3 separate regions of the Mus musculus genome follow, and regions 1 and 3 are each linked to region 2. Evidence: chromatin contacts called from public HiCAR-type and capture Hi-C data. All regions are on one chromosome and are shown on one strand. The core of a region is the stretch at or near the end of the contact, and the rest is flanking DNA. Distances in the headings are between cores, read along the strand shown.

Evidence for each region. HiCAR-type assays count read pairs that join an accessible place to other places. Capture Hi-C pulls out chosen DNA fragments and counts their contacts.
Region 1: a contact with region 2 is called in a capture Hi-C map of macrophages, with 4 times the contacts expected there. The contact joins the promoter of Casp8 here to the promoter of Nop58 in region 2. A contact is called at or near these places in 5 of 39 promoter capture datasets (the HPC-7 cell line, frontonasal cranial neural crest, hematopoietic stem and progenitor cells and 2 more), 1 of 484 Hi-C or Micro-C datasets (B cells), 8 of 115 datasets of contacts at active chromatin or transcription factors (the SCID.adh cell line, bone marrow-derived macrophages, effector CD8 T cells and 5 more) and 4 of 9 other capture datasets (adipose tissue, liver, macrophages and 1 more).
Region 3: a contact with region 2 is called in a HiCAR-type map of astrocytes, with 2.1 times the contacts expected there. The contact joins the promoter of Abi2 here to the promoter of Nop58 in region 2. A contact is called at or near these places in 3 of 39 promoter capture datasets (the HPC-7 cell line, cranial neural crest and pre-B cells) and 2 of 115 datasets of contacts at active chromatin or transcription factors (astrocytes and bone marrow-derived macrophages).

Annotation. Positions count from the first base shown.
Region 1 is chr1:58,794,000-58,796,708 of GRCm38.p6, forward strand. Casp8 (caspase 8) reads left to right here and starts at 1,375. Exons shown (of 9, transcript NM_009812.2): 1 at 1,375-1,739.
Region 2 is chr1:59,683,570-59,686,269 of GRCm38.p6, forward strand. Nop58 (NOP58 ribonucleoprotein) reads left to right here and starts at 1,437. Exons shown (of 15, transcript NM_018868.2): 1 at 1,437-1,657. The coding sequence starts at 1,613.
Region 3 is chr1:60,408,300-60,411,009 of GRCm38.p6, forward strand. It overlaps Abi2 (abl-interactor 2), which reads left to right and starts at 1,320. Exons shown (of 12, transcript NM_001198570.1): 1 at 1,320-1,620. The coding sequence starts at 1,504.

The DNA.
Region 1 (2,709 bases), core at 125-2,624, 890 kb before region 2:
GTCTAACTGGATATAGATCTATATCTACCACCCTGACTGCACAAAACTCTAGTCCAAGTGTATCAAGAACCTCAACATAAAACCAGATACACTAAACAAAGAAGAGATAAAGAAAATGTGGTATATTTACACAATGGAGAATTATTCAGAGTTAAAAAAACAAGACAAAACAACCAAACAAACAACCCCTAACATCATGAAATTTGCCAGCAAATGGATGGAACCAGAAAACAAAAACAAAAACAAAAACCTATCCTGAGTGGGGTAACTCAGACCCAGAAAGACAAGCATGGTACGTACTCACTTATAAGCAGACATTAGCTATAAATTACAAGATAATCATGCTACAATCCACAGACCCAGAGAGGCTAAGTAACAAGGAGCCATCTCCCTAGGAGGGAGAAATAGAGTAGGTATCATGGGATTGGAACTGGGGGCATGTGGGGATGGGAGCAGAGGGATCAGGTTGGGCGAGGATGGAGGGAGAGAGTATGGCAGAGAAGACTGGAATGTGGGGGCTAGAAACCTATCAGGGTGACCCTTGCTATGACTCCTAGTAATGAGGGGTTTGGAGCTGTCTGCTGTAGCCAGGCAAGCCTTCCAGTGGAGAGACTGGGACACCAACTCAGACCCCAAACCTCTGACCTACCATTTATCCTGCCTGCAGGATGTGCTGGAGAAAAGATGGCACAGAACTTGTGGGAGTCTCCATCCAATTACTAGTCTCTCTTGAGACTTGTGCCACAAGAGGGAGGCCACCTCTGACACTGAATTCATGGAGGTCAGGAACAAGAGGCTGGATGCCCCAGACAGCTAAGATAGAACTGAACATGACCAAAAAAAAAAAAAAAAAAAAAAAAAAGCATGAAATGTTTTCTAATCATATTCTGCCATACTTGTAGACAGAAATCTAACATAGTCGCCATCAGAGAGGCCTACAGCCACACAATAGGCAGAGCTTGGGGAATCCTACAGGATATGGGGAGGAAGGATTGTAGGAATCAGAGCTCAAGGGCACCACAAGAAAACTCACAGAATCAACTAACCTGGCCTCATAGGCACTCACAGAGACTGAACCAACAATCAGCGATCCTGATGGATCTGACCTAGGCCCTCAGCATAGCTGGTTGTTTGGTTCAGTGTGAAATCACTTTCTTCTTGTAGTTGGCTCCTTTAAACTTTGTGTGTGTGTGTGTGTGTGTGTGTGTGTGTGTGTGTGTGTGTGTTCGTTCGTTCATTCCATTAGCTCTGGTTCCACTGTCTCTGGGATAGCCTGGAACTTGCTTGTTCTAATCTTCCTGTCCCTACCTCCGAGAGTGCTGACATTTCTAGAGCAGAGGGTTTCTGCGTGAAAGGAGGTGTGGTTGGACTGGGGGAATAAGGAAGTGTCCTCCAGAACTGGCGGGAGCTCTTAAGGCGGGCAGAAAGCGAAGCAGCCTATGGCCTCTAGGGCTGGCACCAGGATGCCACCTCTAATGATTAACTCAAACGCCTCTAAACATTCGGAGGCATTTCTGTCCCCTATGCCCTAGTTCTCTCAGTTGTCTTTCATTCTGACTTCGGTGCTTAAAAGTCCAGCTTCTCGGAATCGGTAGCAAACCTCTGTGAGCCGGCGTGGAACAGGAAGTGAGTACAGTTCTGGGGAGCGCCGGCCCGGGCTGGAGGCTCGGAAAGCCCAAGCCAGCGGAGGCCTCGCCCGAGCTGGAGTTGTGACCGGCGCGGCAGGTACTCGGCCACAGGTGAGTGCTGCAGAGCAGTCGGGTTCCTTTCCCACCAGCGGGCCGAGATCCCACCGGTGGGTGTCGATCTCGCGTGGCGCTCCCCGAAATGCAGCCATCGGGGTGCCGTCGCCGCCTCTCCAGAAAACTTTATTGGACTTCTTAGGCTTACTTTCTTTGTAGTTTGGCTCAGGACCTGGAGCTGAGTTAATCCTCCGGGGAGTCCTCTAGCTTGAGCTGCGTTTCCTCCGGCGATTTTCGTGCTCTTCCCAACTCAGACGTCCATCAACTCTAATCCCAAATTCTCTCTTCCTTTCTCCTTCTCCTCCAACATCTCCCCTCCCTTTTTCTCTCCCTCTTCTTCTCTTTGCCTTCTCCTCTCCCTCCCTCTCCTCTTCCTCTCTCCCTCCCTCCCTCTGTCCCTCTTTGGTTTCATGATTTCCTGCAGAAGCTCAGGCTTCTTGAACTTACGACCTTGCTTCCACCTCCTGAGTGCTGGCAGTACAGGGGGTGGGGGGTCGTAGGGCACTAGCTCTGCACTTAAAACACCAACCCCCCACCCCCTCACCCCAACCCCCACAGAGAGGGGATGAGAGAGGAGGGAGGGAGGGGGCTACAGGTGACCTGAGGCCGGTAATTCCTCTACGTGCTAAGCAGTTGTAAGGGTGACTGGCTTGTTAAGTACCTGTAAGGAATTATCATACAGTCATATTTCTGTTTCTTCTTTCTTTCTTTCTTTCTTTCTTTCTTTCTTTCTTTCTTTCTTTCTTTCTTTCTTTCTTTCTTTCTCTCTCTCTCTCTCTCTCTCTCTCTCTCTCTCTTTCTTTCTCTTTCTTTCTTTCCTTCCTTCCTTCCTTTCTTTTCTTTTCTTTTCTTTTCTTTTCTTTTCTTTTTTCTTTCTTTTTTTTCTTTTTCTTTTTTGTCTTTTTAAAGGGAGTCCTCTAAGTGCCTTCTGCTTGGCTAGGTCTCAGTTTCATTCTTTAAAAAATTA
Region 2 (2,700 bases), core at 187-2,686:
GCTTTCTCTTGTCTCCCTAAATATGGTAAATGTAACTGTAGCTATAATCAATTCTGCTCTTGCCTGCAGCCCTAGGAATCCCCTTGTATTCCCCATATGTCCATCTTTTCTGCTGTCCAAACAAGGATACTCTTTCCTCTTCATTCATACTGTAAAAGTGTTACAGAACGTCAAGTTGGTTAATCTTCCACAGTTTTCTGTAGATCCAAAATTAATGTTTAGAACTAGGCAACTAGGAACGTTCTACAGCTATTGGAAGCTAGATTTGTGAAGAACTGGGGTATTTAAATCTTGTCATTGAAAGTACATAGCCACACAGATATATCTAATCTTAGCACTCTGAAGGCTGAGGCAGGAGGACAATGATTCAAGGCCAACCTGGTCTAGATACTGAGGTCCTTTTTCAAAAAGCCAAAGCAAGGCTAGGGATATGGCTCAGTTAGTAGAGTGCTTGCCTACCATGTATGGAACCCAACCTTTGGTTCCATCCCCAGCACCAATAAAGTTGGTGTGGTGGCATATGCCTGTAACCTCACTACTGTGGAGGTGGGGGTGGGAGGACCTCTATGACTCAAACTTCTCTGGTCTACCTAGTTACAAGAGATAGTTACAAGGCTACATGGAGACCTTGTCTCAAACAAACAAATTGTTTTTGAGCAAGGTCATTCTCTACTTCCTACTGAGTTTGAGGCTAGTCTAAGATACATAAGACTTTGTTTTAAAGTAAATCCAGCCACTGAGGCTGAAAGTTTCCATAAAAGAAATTACATTGAGACATACATAAATTCATACCTTGGAATCATTTTAAACACAACCCTTCCCGCCTCCGAAAATATCTATATTTATAGCTATAAAAGAAATCTTTGCTAAAAACCTGTTTGACCAGAGAAGAACCACCAGGAAATGTTGCTGGTTATAAAAGTTTGCTTCCCTTGCAGAGGACCTGGTTGGGTTCCCAGCACCAACGTGACGGCTTACAATTGCCTACAACTCCGGTTCCAGGTCAGATCCCGTGGAACTCACTGATGGGACCCGAGTGCACGTCCTCATCAAGAAAAAGTGTTCTGTGTTGTTTTAAAATAAAATGTCCTTTACATGGCGGGGCGGGGCATAGCATAATGTGTTGTAAATCGTTTTGTGTGCTGTAAATTATACACATGTAATTTATATATTATATATAATACAAAATATAATGTACACAGAACTTTTTCTTCTTTACATGACCTAATAAACTGACAGCTTCCAGCCACAGTCCAAAACTTAAAAAAAAAAAAAAAAAAAAAGTCTCGCGATATTTTAAGGCCGTCTCTTTCCGGATTCTACTGTGGGCGGGAAAAACCCGGAAATGATCTCACGCTCTGCGGCATTGAGCGACCAGAAGTGACGTTACTTCCCAGAATTCTTAGAGAAGGAGACTCGCATATTTGCTGCTCCACGAGGAGAGGTGTGGAGCGGCTGAGCAACGTGGTCTGTTCGTCCGCGGGGAGGCGACGGCGTTTGCGCTCCCCCGCGTCCAAGGCCTAGCGGGTCTTCAGCGACTGAAAGGTAGTCATTTGCAGTGGCGTAAGGGCTCGCGGCTAGCCGCGTAGCGCCGCCCTGACCTGGTCTCATCATGTTGGTCCTGTTTGAAACGTCCGTTGGCTACGCCATCTTTAAGGTAGGTGAGATGGAGTTGTTGAGCTAAGAGGCTTATGTGGGACAGAGAGCTGGGTAAGATTTAAGGAGAGACGAACAACGGAACACATTTTAGTGTCTTCAAGTCCCCGGGCTCCGAAAAGATGTGAAAAATCAAGAGCCCGCTGGTTCAGGTGAACACGTGGCTTCTCCGAATTTAGGGCGACCTCTGCTTTACTCAGTTTAAAAAATGGGCAGGACCCTTTTTTACAAGTGACAATAAAGCGTTCATTTAATCACCTGAGGCTTTGTACATGTTAGATCAGCGCCCTGTCACCTAGTTACACCTCCAATCCAAGATCGGTTTAATGTTTATCTAATTTATGTATATGAGTACCCTATAGCTGTCAACAGACACACCAGAAGAGGGCTACAGATCCCATTACAGATGGTTGTGAGCCACCATGTGGTTGCTGGGATTTGAACTAGGACTTCTGGAGGAGCAGTCAGTGCTCTTAACCGCCGAGTTATCGCTCCAGCCTCAGATATTTATTTTGGGCTTTTCCAGATAGGGTTTCACTGTGCTGCTCAGGCTTTCCAGGAATTCCCTCTGTAGACCTGGCTAGCCTTGAACTCAGAGATCCACCTACCTCTGCGTCCTGAGTACTGGGATTAAAGGTGTGCATCATCACCGCCAGACTCTATTTACTTTTGAGGCAGGCTTTCCCTATGTAGGCTTGGCTGGCCCCTAACATTTCATTTATATTTAACTAGATTAAAGCTGGGGTCCAAGATCAGGGTCCTTCCAGGCATGATTGGAAGGTTTTGAGTAGTGAGTGGCTTTGTTTTTCCAAGACAGTTGTTCTCTGTGTAGTTCTGGCTGTCCTGGAACTCACTCTTTAGACCAGGCTGGCCTCGAACCCAGAAATCCGCCTGCCTCAGCCTCCCAAGTGCTGGGATTAAAGGCGTGGGCCACCACCGCCCAGCTATAGTTTGTTTTCTTTAAAGATTATTTTACTATGTGATGATAACAGGAGGAGGAGGAAGGTATACTGTGCTTTAATGTAGACAACATGAATGTTGTTA
Region 3 (2,710 bases), core at 70-2,569, 720 kb after region 2:
TCAGCTACAAACCCCAGCTCTCCCTTTTGTTTTTAACAAGCTTCTCACACTTAGAACATTCACACTAAGACAGGTGTTTAAAGTGCTGAACAATAGATCCAGGTGGACCACATCATCATTTAAAAATACTGTTTTAGGCTCTGCGGCAAAAGCTCACGCATATTGGTAATGTATTTATCATAAAGCCAACGTAACAACACAGGGTTTACTCCACAAATATGTGAGCGAGTGCATTTGATTTTTTTCTAGGAATGTATAATCGTTCCCTCATCATCTGAAATTTGATCACAGGAGGCCAAGTGACAGCAAGAGCAATAAAAGTTGAAACCACAAATCCTAAACTCTAAACCCCTCTAAGATGGTGGGTGCCCTTTGGGTTTCCACAGAACTAACAAAGATTGTGGTCTTGATATCACAGAAGGTGTCAGTTTTATTTATTTTTTTCAAGTTTCACGGTGTGGGCCAATCATATTTATGAAAAAAGATTAGATATCTGGATAACAAGACCAGGATGAACGTCCTTGAATTTGTAGTACTTAATCTGAAAAAAACGCACGTTTGTCATTGTTCGTTTAATCTTATTCATGCTACAACCATGTGAATAAATAAAATAGTACCAGCAAAACCACCATCGAAATTTTAAAAAAAGTGAAGTGAGGAGGAGGCCCAGGCTGGGCAACCACAGCATGTGGCTGTAATTCCAGTCAGCCCGGTCTATACAGGAGACCATGCCAAGAAGAAAGAGAGGACAGGACAGGGGACGGAAGGGAGTGAATGAATGAATGAATGAATGAACGAACGAATAGGTTTGGGACTAGGTAACTGCAATTTGTAAAGAAGCCGATGAGGTTCAAGGTGGTATTTAGAGCTGCCTGGAAGTTCAGTGGCTCTGCCTGTTCGGATGAGGTGTTATCTTTCACAGAGCTTGTGAAGACACTGTGTCCTCTCCCTAGGCGAGCTTCCTCAGGCAGATGACCTCCGCAGGGTTCCGGCCCCGGGTGAAGTGCAGAGGTGAAGATGGGGGGCGGCGGCGTGAAGCAGCAGGGAGCAGAGGTGCATTCCCGCCCGGCTAACAAAGGCTGCTGAGGACTCCCAGACCCAGGAAGGCCGCGCGGGGCCGAAGGGTTAACCCAGAGCCCCGCTCCCGCGCGCATCCCGGCCCCCGCCCTCCCGTCGCTAGGAGACGCCGGAAGTGGGGGAGGGGCGGCGCGGGTGGGAATCTTTTTCGGGCGCTGGGGGCGGGTGGAGGGGAGCGCGCGTGCGCGCGCCCGTCGCCGCGGTGACCGTCCTCGCGGCCCGTCGGCTCGCGCCCCGCCTCCATTCCCCTCCGCCCCCTCCCTCGTCGCGCGCCGTAGGGTGTGTGTGGGGGGGTAGCCGCTCGCTCCTCCCGATTCCCGCCGCGTCCGCCGCTGCTCCTCCTCTCCCGGGCGTCGCGGCCGCTGCCTCTGCGGGCTGTATGAGGAGGAGTAGGAGGAGGAGGAGGAGGAAGAGAAGGATGTGAAGATGGCGGAGCTGCAGATGCTGCTGGAAGAGGAAATCCCGGGGGGCCGCCGGGCTCTCTTCGACAGCTACACGAATCTGGAGCGGGTGGCCGACTACTGCGAGAATAACTACATCCAGGTGCGATGCGACGCGGCCCCTCGCGCGGCTCGGCGCGGCAGGACGCGGGCTGTGAGGGGCGCGCGGGGCGATGGCGAGCGGGGGAGGCCGCGCGGTGCTCGGTCCAGGGAGCCGCGCCGGGGTAGGGACAGGGCGAGGGCGGCGGCTGCAGGGAGCGAGGGTCGCCACCAGGCCCCAGCAGCCCCGTGCGAGTGACCGGTGCGGTGCCGTGCGGTGCGTGGCGTCCCGCCCCCTCGCCTCTGCCCCGTCGCCCCCGCAGTCCTCTCCTGTCAGTGTTCCGGATGGCGGGGGAGGTGGCGAGTGGCGTTTTCTGTCTAACGGGATCTTGCTCGATGGCAGGCTTGTGTGACAGAGGGATAGGTTACCCCCTGCCCAAATTCCGAGGGACCCCCTTTTTATTAAGGGGTCCTTTTTCTGCAAAGTGAAATGCCTCACTTCTCCATTCCTGCGAATGTACCCTGAAGACAAAACAAAAATTCTTAACCCTTAAGTTTAAACATTTTTAAAATGTAAAAGGGGCATGGTGGAACGGCTGTCTCTTATTGCAAGTTAATACCATTTTTTTTTTCTCCTCCCTGTGGAGAATGGGAAACTGATAATGAGCTGCCTTTCCTTCTCAGGTCTCGTTAGAATAGGTAATTTTCCTTTGGGGAAAAAAGAACTATGACTATTTTCACAAAGAATTAGGGAAACGAACCACATGGTTTAGTTTTTTTCCCATGATGATTGGTTTGGCCCAGGGACTTCAGTGTATGTGTGTGTAGGAAGGTGAGAAGTGTGTGTGGGGCGGGGCATTGGTGAGATGAGAACCAGCTGGTCATGGGATAAATGTAAAAATTTTGTGAAGCAACACTTTAAAAATTAACTCATGGTATGCAAATCCAGTATCTCTTGTTTTCCGTAGGGCTTATACTGAATTACAGGTTGTGTCTACATTTTTTTTACTCCCGTTTAAATTCTTTGGATAAAATGGAATGGAAGCGTGATGCTTAAACTGTTAGCTGTATTTTAATGTTCTTGTCCCTACTCCCGTCCCTGCAGATATCCTTAACAGCAGTTGTATTGAAAACATTCTCAAATCTGAGTATGA